Regions from separate parts of the Mus musculus genome. Here region 1 is linked to region 2. The links are chromatin contacts, called in public promoter capture Hi-C maps. All regions are on one chromosome and are shown on one strand. Each heading gives the region's core, a stretch centred on a gene start, on an enhancer-like site or on the middle of the called end of the contact. The rest is flanking DNA. Distances are from core to core; before and after follow the strand shown.

Region 1 (4,844 bases), core at 2,344-4,843, 360 kb before region 2:
GATTTTTTTCTGCCTGAAGCTGCATCCCCTGGGGCTGTCATTTCCTTCTCTCTTCCCTTCACCTGGAAGATAGTTCTTTAAAGCTGGTCACTGTTGGTGCCTGGAGCAAGCGCAGGGCTGAGAACTGCAGCTCATAGAGAGATTAAAAGCTTTGGGTGGACAAAGAGGAGTGATGGGGCCTGGTGAAGCTGTCAGAAGGCTGGAGGACGGTCCTTGGGGACAGTGCATGGATGCTAATGCCCTAGATGTGAGGGGGAGGTTCCTGGGCTATGCACGATGGCTGTAGCTTGCCTTCTATGTCTAAGTCTTCCTTCTGTGCAACACAGAGAAAGCCTGGTTCATACCGAAGTTCTGGCAGAGGGAGCTATTGAAGCAAAGAGCACAGTTACAGAGAAAGCACATGGAGCAAGGTGCAGTGTGCCTAAAGAATAATAATCTTGTCTTTGGCCTGGGCAAACAACTCTTAAGAGGCAACTAGCCTCCAGCCAACACCGCAGGGAGCCAGAACTGGCAGTCCTAGGACAGAGTGCATATGAAAGGGCCCACTTGTGGTGGTATGCTCACTCAAGCAATAAGGCACTGGAGAGTTAATGCAGGTAAAGGAGAGAGGTGAGCAGCCTATTCAACCTGCAAGGAAGAACCGCCCCACTTACAGTGCAGTCATGTATCAGTGTGCACTGCTAAGCTGCATCCTAGTTTGAACCACCTTGCTGCACCTCGATCTTACTATAAGCTAGAAAGAGCACTCCTTGCCAACAATGGTGTTCCTGATAAAATCGTTGTAGGAGCTGCTGGGGATGTGGTTCAGCTGGCCAAGCACTTGCTGCACCGGTGTGGGGACTAGAGTTTGGCTTCATAGCACCCTTGTAAACCCTGGGTGGAAATGGCAGCTCACCTGGAATACCAGCTCCTGAGAAGAGGATCCCAGGGGTCCCTGGAGTAAGCTGGCTGCTTAAATTCTGGGATCGAGTGAGACACCCTGGCTCAATGAATAAAACCAAGAGAAATAGAAAAAGAAACATGACATCAGCCTCTGGTGCTCACACACATATGCACACACACGCATACATACACCCATACATACACACATACAAATGCACATACAAACAAACAAACAAACACACATGCATGTGTACACCGTGAAGAAAATAGTGTGAGTAGAAAGTTTACTTACCTCTGCCAACCTACATCAAAACTTAGAACGCAGTGCAATGTAGCTACTGCTTGCCTCCCCTGGTGAGCCAAGGGCTGACAGAGCAAGTGGCTCATTGATGCTACCCAGTAGCAAGAAAGCATACAGTGCTATATATTTCTAGGCCGAGAAAAGATAAAAATTTCAAGTACAGTTTCTACTGAAAGTATATTACCTTCACACAATGTAAAGACTGGCCATCGTAAGCCACAGGCGACCTATACTGAGATCTGTGAGGGCCTGGCACGGACCCATTGCAATGGAGCCATTCAGTAAATGCCGATTCTTTCTCTTTATCTTCTTCCTTACTTGGGATTTCTGCAAGCAAAGAGGAACCTGTTTAAGGTACTAATCCCAATTCTGACTTTCCACCATCCTAGAGTTCCCCCTAAGGAGCTGATTTTTTTCCTTTCCTCTGTCCTCGCAGTCACCTGCTCTAGAGGATAGGACTCTTGAATCCAGCCCTTTGATTTTACACTGTCTCTGTTGTGTTATTTTTTTCTGAGAGCTTATTTCTATTAAACCCAGATAGAAAAGATATCAACAGACCAAAGAAATAATCCAACCCAAGTCTATCTTGATGGGCCGAGGAGTTTGTTGGGGTCACGTACAGGAGCACAAGGAACTAGGCAGTTTTGCCACTGGAAAGCCCACCCAGCAAGGGGACTAACTAAAAGCTGCACCGCTGGTGCCCTGGTGCAGCACGCAGGCAGCTACATCACTCCAGAAATTGCTTACTGGCCATGTAACTTTAGGGAAGAATCCTGTCTTAGTTCCTTTTTTATTGCTGATCCCAATATCCTGTCTCCATAGCCAAGACAGGTTATACAAGAAACAATTCAGTTCAGGGCGCACATTTCCAGAGGGTAGAGTCCACAGCCATCATGGTGGAGAGCACAGCAGGCAGGCAGGCAGGCAGGCATGGCTGTGGATCAGAGCTTACATCTGGTCAACAAGCATGAGGGAGAGAGAGAGAGAAAGAGAGAGAGAGAGAGAGAGAGAGAAAGAGAGAGAGAGAGAGAGAGAGCGCTGGACTAGTGTGGGCTTTTGAAACTTCGAAGGCCATCTCCATTGACCATTGACACACACACCCCCAACAAGAACACACTTCCTAATCCTCCCCCAAACAGTTCTACCAATGAGGGACCAGCATTCAAATATAAGAGCCTACAGGGACTCTTCATATTCCACTACAATCCGTTCAAACCAGGACAACTTCCCCCAGTGATGGACTGTAAAGTTTAATATGACATAAACCCTTTCTTAACCAAGTGTTTTTTTGGTCATTCTGTTTATCAAGGCAACAGGAAGCATCAGATTAGGAGAGGTGCAGGTGGGTTGGTGGATGTGTCTGGGGAAATGAAGCCAAAGAAAAATAGAAAATGCTGGTTTGGGGTGCAGTGAGCACTGTCTTGAGCACCGTCTCCAAATCCAAGGACTGGATCTCTCTGGTTTGATCTTTGCTTTGGGGGAGAAAAAAAGAAAAAGAAAACAATATGTGGTGCCCACTATGTACTGTAGGTTCATGAAATTTCTCAACACGAAGCAAGGCTCAAAGAGGCGCCGACAGAGAAACCCTGTCTCAAAAAACAAGACGAAACAAAACAAAACAAACAAACAAACAAACAAACAAAACGAAGGTCATTGCATTCAGGCCCTTCTCTAATTTTTACGGTCGGGAAGAAAACAGAAAGCCTCCAGCAAGAGGCAAGAGGAGAAATTAAGAAATAGAAATAGAAAAGCCAGAGAAACAGAAGGCAGAGATATCCAGGGCTGGGGCGTTGGCCTGGGGTTTAAGTCCCTTTGTGGAGGGGATGCTGGCTGCAAAGCTTGCAGATTACACAAATCTGGAGAGGAAAAACCAAGCGGACTTCCTGCAGCCTTGGAGGTTGGGAGTGTGCTGTATTTCCTGAATACCTGACCCAGGTAGCAAACAGAGTTTGGGGCCCGCAGAAAGAATAGGGTTATGCCTCAATTTCTGCTCCTTAGGTTCCCTAAGCCGGTTCGTTTGAGCAGACTGAATAGAGCACACCTGCAGCTTCCAGCGCCCGGCTGACCTGGTGTGGGGTGTGTGTGTGTGTGTGTGTGTGTGTGTGTGTGTGTGTGTGTGTGTGTGTGTGTGTGTGTGTCATCAGTTTGAAGGACACGTCAGCGACCCGCGTAAGAGCTGAGCCAGGAGCTGGAATTCGGATGGATGATCTACTGAGTGAACGAAGAACCTGGGCTTCCTGGGGCGTCAGGTAGGTAAAAAGGCTCGCCCCATACTGAGGAAAGGAGAGGGTCCGGGATGGAGGCGGGGCTCTTGAGGCAGCCCGCCAGTGGCCAAGGGGGCGGGGCGTGGCAGAACACAGCTCCGCCCCCTGCGCGCCGCCTAGCTTGCGGACCAGAGCAGGAGGCGGCAGCCAACCTCGTCGCTGAATGGGCGGGTGGCGTCCCGCTCTGTCCCGCCCGCCGCCGGCCCCCCATCGGCTGCTCCCGCCGCGCCCCGGTCTCCGCCCGCAGCCGCCTGAGCCCGCCGGGCTGTGAATGAAAGGCAGGAGCGGCCAGGACTAGCAGCCAGCGACGCGGCTACGCCGGCCTCCCCAGAGGCGCGCTCCCCGCGGAGATGTACGGTAAGGAGGGCTTGGCGCCCCGGCTCGGGCCCGCAAACTTCCAGACACGGACCTTTGTCCCCCGGAGTGGCCCCCGTCGCAAAAGCGAGAATGCCGACTTGGTGCCAGGCTAGGCTGGTTCAGTCGCCTGTGCGTACGTCTGTGCCGAGAGGACAAAGATGCCTTAGGCCGGGGGACTCTCTGGTCCCCTGAGATCCCTCGGGCAGGCGTGTGCAGGCGCTAGGGGCGGTGGTCCGTCGCCAGGTAGGGACTCTGATGGCTGAGAGGCACCCGGCTTTGGAAAAAGCGAGTATCTTCGGAGCTGAGCCGACAGTGTTGGTGGAGGTGATCGGGTGACAGTATTTGCAGAATTAACAAAGAGGCTTGTGCTTGGGAGTTTGATGCGCGAAAGTGGTCCAGGGTAGGGGAGAGCTGCTCACTGCCAGTCTGCTGCCAGGCTCCTTGGATGTGGGAGGCGGCGCCGGCAGTGCAGGAGCTGGCGAGCGAGCCGGCGCTGGAGGTTCATCTCTCTGAGCTGGGTGGACTTGGCCTCTACCTAACACTGCTGCTAATGGTATTCAGGCTTCCCAACTTCCAGATTGGCCCTATGGAGGGCTGATGGGGAGAGATGCTGCTTCGAGGGTTTCTCCCAATTACGCAGCCACCGCCCCCACGAATGTGTGGCAGCTCCAAGACCCTCACGGTTCAAGGCTCTGCTTGCTCATTTGTCAAGAATTTCTCGGGTTCTACAGGCAGCGTGGATGAGGAAAGCGCTCCTGGGGTCCCACTTTGCAGATCATAAGAGTGGACTAGTCTAGGAATCGGCTCTCTACCAAGGGTACATGTGTGCGTGTATTCCTGTGGACACAGTTTACTAGAGCCCAGGTCTCTGGTAGTTATTCTGAGGCCAGCAGAAGAATTGGAGCCCTGTTCTCCGTCTCCTACTGCAGGGTAGGGGCTCGGGCTGCACCTGAGGAGTGAGTGATCTAGAAGTGCATGTTCCCAATTTAACCCATTTCTAAGGCTGCTGGCTGCCTCTGCGAACAGACCATGAGTCACAA
Region 2 (5,193 bases), core at 1,805-4,304:
TTTCAACCGAATCATGTCTCGACCAGTTTCATGTAACAGCTGTGTTAGCTGCATCTTATACAAGTCCAGAAAAGTCAGTTACTGCTAACCAGCCACCATTATCATCGTTGTTATTATTACGAATACTACTGTTTGTGGGCTTAAAACTTGCCCATACTTACCAATCCCATTAAATGCACTGTGCCCCAAGTCATCCCTCATGTCAATCTACTTTCTTCAAAGTATTACCCTTTCTTTGCTCCAATAGTAATGGACTTTATAAACAACTTTATCTAACAATATTGTTCTTTGCCCTAAATAGATTAGCCAGGCACAGAATTCGACAATAATTCATTCGCTCTTCATTCTAACTTCCTCCTTTGTCTTTCACCATTTCCCATCTCTTGTCTGTGTCTCCTCCAGGTTGATTTTTCATTCTCTAACTTTCATTCTGGCAGCCTCTAACTTGCTGTTTCATTGGGCCTTCACTGAGCTTATCCTTAATGTTTTTCATTTCCAGGAATCCTACTTGGGTTCTTTTAACATATTCTCTTGTTTCTTTGTGAGCCGAAAGCAAGTTGGGGTAGCTTACGCCAGTGATCTCAGAGTGCAGGAGGGCCACTTAGGATCAGAGGAAAAGGTTTGAGGCCAGCTATCTGAAGTACAACCAATGCACTCCTCCTAGCAAACCAGACAACTACTTTTATATTCCAAAGCTTGCTTCTTTAGCATTTTTAAGACACTGTCTTTTAAGTTCTTGATCTGTTTACTTTTTTGTGTGTTTCATTTGCTGTTTCTTCTTCATGAGTTGCTTTGAGAATGGGTTTTCCCTTTAGCAGGGACTATGCTGTCCAGAGGCTTCTTTGGATCTGAGCTGTCAGACAACACTGCCACAAAGAGATCTGAGGGGGAGGAGGTTATGTTCAATAAGAACTGACCCTTGAGTGGTGCTATGCAACAGAATTTTATAGGAAATGTGCTGTTTCTGTATTGTCCAGTATGGTGGCAACTGGACACTTGTGATGTTTTTATTGCATGCGAGAAACTCATTTTAAATTTAAATTTTACCTTAAAATTAAAGTCATGTGTCTAGTAACTACCATACTGGAATATTCAGCTAGAGATTCATTTCTCTTGATTTAATGCATGCATTACTTTTAATTTATTTTTCTTTTTAAAGCAGAGTCTGACTATATAACCCTGACCGGCCTGGAACTTGCTATATAACCCAGGTTGACCTAGAACTCACAAAGACCCATCTGCCTCTTTCTTTCGAGAGCTAGAATTTAAGGCATGACGATGTAACCTGCTGGTGCAAAGTGACACTGGGAGCTTCAGCTTAGCAAACATTTACAGCTTCAAGTGTTCACTGCTCCAACCTCTGCTGAGCAGATTGTCTTTTTCTAGTTCCCATTGCTTAAGGAGTGTGCACTTCTAAATCCTCTTGCAAAAGGTTGCTGAGGTCGCAAGTCCAGTTCCCAGGACCCATGTGGAGGCTCACACAGGCACACACACACACACACACACACACACACACACACACACACACACACACAAAGAATAAAGGAATAAATCTTTCATAGTTCTTTCTCTTTCAGTCACCTCAGTGAAGTCTTGGCCAACACCAGCTCTGAGCACTGGGCACAAAGCTCCAGAGGCCCCAGCAGTAAGGACCTCCTCTAGGGAATGCATGTCCCTGCTTTCTGCAGCTTCTTGTTGAACATATATCTTTTTCACTGAAGGATGTCAAAATGATTCTGGGTCTGAAATACTCCTTGTTTTTAATCATGAAGGAAATCATTATTAACACAATAACGTTTTACTATTTTGATGGTTTGAGTCCAGATGAATGGAAATATCAAAGTGTCTTTGGATAACAATCTAGGCACTGAGTCTATTTAACCTTCTAAATATCATCTTTAGCCATTTTCTGAACCTCTTATTAGATGGAACTTCTTACTACCCCCTCCTACAAGTCTTAGGTTTTCTCTTTTATCCTATGTAACACATTTGCACTCATTCCTCCCCATTAGAGCTCAGCTCCCATGTTTACTCTTCCTGTGAACACTGTTCATTAGCCCATCACTGAATTTCTTGTCCCTTTTCTTTTTTCCCACTACCATTATTATTGTTGGGGGATGGCTGGTTGTTACCTGGCTGTCCTGGAACTCACTATACAGTCCAGACTGGCCCCTAACTCAGGGAGATCCACCTGCCTCTACCCACCAAGTGCTGGGGTTAAAAGTGTACACAGCTACACCTAGCCCTGAATTTCTTCTCTTGATAGTCTTAAAGTTTAATTTGGGGGCTGTTGAGATGACTTAAGAGGTTATTAGCATTGGCAGTTCTTCCAGAGGCCCCAGGCTCAATTCCTACACCCAGATAATGGCTGACAATGCCTGTAACTCCAGCTTCGATGAATCCAATGCCCTCTTCCAGCCTCCACTGACACCAGGTATACACATAATAAATACAGTTATACATGAAGACATATATACACATAAAATAAAAAATAAAATCTTTAAAAAAGTTTAATTATTTTTAGTAGAAAAAAACTGCACTTATCTCTCAAAGGACTGAACTATACAGTCTATGAATGTAGTTTTGAGAGGTGAGATGGGCAGTGGGTAGAGGCACTTTTACTCAAACTGGCACCTGCGTTCAGTCCCTGGATCTCACAAAGTGGAAGAAAAGAGCTGACTCCTGGGAGTTGTACTGACAGACAGACAGAGAGACAGACAGATGCACATGCTCTTTCAAATGTAGTTTCCTTATTCGATTAACTCTGTTTCTGAAAGGAATCATGTCACCCTCTCTGCATGGCTGTGCTCTTCCTTATGGCCATTCTGACCTAAGTGCTCAACTGTGTAGCCAGAGCTTCCCGCTCAGCTTGTCCACTCTGTTGTAATGTCTGCCTTCTTGGAGCTGAAGCGGAGAAGCTATTCTCAGTGAGCGTGCAAGAGGTCCTAGTGGAAAAGCTCTGTGGTCTTCTAAACAAGGGCCTCCCTCCTCTGCTAGATTCTGCAAGCTCTTGGAATACTGCCCTGCCTCTCCAGCCTACGCTCCTTTACTCACTACATCTGCTAGAGACGCCTCCACCACCGTGCACAGTGCCAGAGTCACTTGTCACTTGTCTGGAGCCCCTTGTACCCACTGCACCTGTGGCAAGGTGGAAAGTTTCCAGGCGGTGTTCATGTGCTGCGGTGGCAGAAGCAGCACTTCCCTGCCCTTGCTGTGGATCATGGTTTCCATCTGCATAGGGCACCATCCGCTTTTCATGGACATTCGGCAGTTAAGGCTTGCCTTGCTTTTTCTTGGTTAGTTTATTTGCAAATGACTTTTCAGATTCTAACATTGATATGTTCTAAGTATCTGGAATAAGATGGAAAGACTATAAGGCATGTTCTCAGTCTATCAGCTCGAAATGGAATCCTTACTTAAAAATATACATTTCTTTTTTACAGTTTGCTTTTTTGTTTGCTTGTTTGTTTTTGGTTTTTCGAGACAGGGTTTCTCTGTATAGTCCTGGCTGTCCTGGAACTCACTCTGTAGACCAGGCTGGCCTCGAACTCAGAAATCCACCTGCCTCTGCCTCCACAGTTTGCTTTTAAAAAGTGAAAATTAGAATTGCTGAGCTCAAGTTTCACTCAACTAATAAAGCTGTAATTTTTAACGACATAAGTATGAGAGAAATGTAATTCATGTAATTTTTGTTAATCTTCCAAGATTTAAGAGTATTAACTCTCTGACAAGAAAATATGACTAAAGAATTAAATATAATTGGTTCACATGCAGCTTCTGAAACATGTCTATACAAATTACAAAACCCCTTCATCTACAAAAGAAGCCACTCCTGTCCCAGCTGCTCTCACGGCCAAAGCTGCAGAAGGACAGTGGTAGCTCACACTGCTCGGCAATGCCCCTCGGCTGCCTTTTCAAAAAAGGAAGGGGAACTCAGCATGCACAGCGCCATTCCGAGGTGGCCACAAGAGCCAAGGCAGCACTCAGTCCCAGGCAGGACACCCCTGGCTGAGAAGACAGTGAAGGCTGGGCAGGGGTTGCATTAAATGTCACCACCTTAAGGCTGAAGCTTGGGGCCAATGTTCTCCTAATTGAGTTGTCACATCAATGTGACATGAACGAGAAGCTGAAATGATCCCTGCAATGATCCTGAGTGGAGGCTGGCATTCCACAGCACACAGCAGGTAATCGCTACCCCCAGTATTACAGTACCCGATGACACAACCGTTTGAATTCACAGACAGAATTGCTTTTCTCTGTGAATTTTTTTTAAAGCAAAGAGAATGCAGATTTATTAAGGAAAAGGAAAGAATTCCTAAAGGAGGGGGCCCTCCAAGGGAGGAACATCCCTTGGTGTAATTTAACTGATAGTTCATATTCTCATTTGTTAACTTGTGTTGCTTTATATGAGAATTTCAGGTACTGTATTAGGAGGATGAATAGCTGGATAAGTGGGTAAGTAGAGCTTGATGTGCAAACGTGGGGCTCTGGGTTCAATGAGGGAGCAGGTCAGGGAAGGAAGAACACAGGAAAATCACTGGAGCCACTGGCCAGCCATCCTAGGAGGGGGCATCTATCAGTGGGCTCCAAGCTCAGTGAGAGGCACGTTCAAGGGAAAAAGGACAGAGAGAATGATATAACAGGATACATGATGTACCTCTCTCTGGCCTCCACATGCATGTGCATGAGTTCACACAAGACACAACAAAAGTATTATGTCATTTATAAATGAGGATGCAAACCAATAGCAAAGTCTATATGCAACAGGGGTACAAAGTAAAGCCTTATCAGATTACACAATTTTACAACAGAAAATGCACAGGGAGCCCAGTCCTAAGTGCATTCCCTAGATAACGTTCCATACCACAGAAGAAGATAAAAAAGAACCACTAAAGCTATATTTGGGAAAGACAAAACTAGGAACAGGTTAAATGTCCATTAGCAAGGGAACAAGGGAACAAGCAAGATCTGGAATATCACAAAATTGAATTCTAGATGGCACTGAAAATAACCAGTAGGATAACACAAGCTTGGAATCTCAACATGGCCGTCTCTGATGGGAATGGAGAAAGTTGCAAAGCCAGCACAGCTGCTTGACCAAGATCCAGCAAAGCTGAGCCGGGCGATGCAATTGCTGTTGTGCAGTCTTCCACTTCTGGTCTTGGTTTCCACGTGTTGCATCTACTACTAGTC

The links. Promoter capture Hi-C pulls out the DNA fragments that hold promoters and counts their contacts.
Region 1: a contact with region 2 is called in a promoter capture Hi-C map of hippocampal neurons, with 2.1 times the contacts expected there. The contact joins the promoter of Efr3b here to the enhancer-like site in region 2. A contact is called at or near these places in 13 of 39 promoter capture datasets (the 3T3-L1 cell line, the C10 cell line, cranial neural crest and 8 more), 3 of 115 datasets of contacts at active chromatin or transcription factors (astrocytes, embryonic forebrain and embryonic stem cells) and 1 of 9 other capture datasets (macrophages).

Annotation. Positions count from the first base shown.
Region 1 is chr12:4,037,664-4,042,507 of GRCm38.p6, reverse strand. Efr3b (EFR3 homolog B) reads left to right here and starts at 3,593. Exons shown (of 23, transcript NM_001082483.1): 1 at 3,593-3,804. The coding sequence starts at 3,798.
Region 2 is chr12:3,672,977-3,678,169 of GRCm38.p6, reverse strand. The region is part of intron 8 of Dtnb (dystrobrevin, beta); the gene reads right to left. Among named protein-coding and RNA genes, the nearest start is that of Dtnb, 100 kb to the right of the region's middle. Within about 2 kb of position 3,054, at least 16 of the 459 cell types and tissues checked have an H3K27ac peak or open chromatin away from gene starts, as enhancers often do. A contact at or near this core is called in hippocampal neurons, where this site is marked.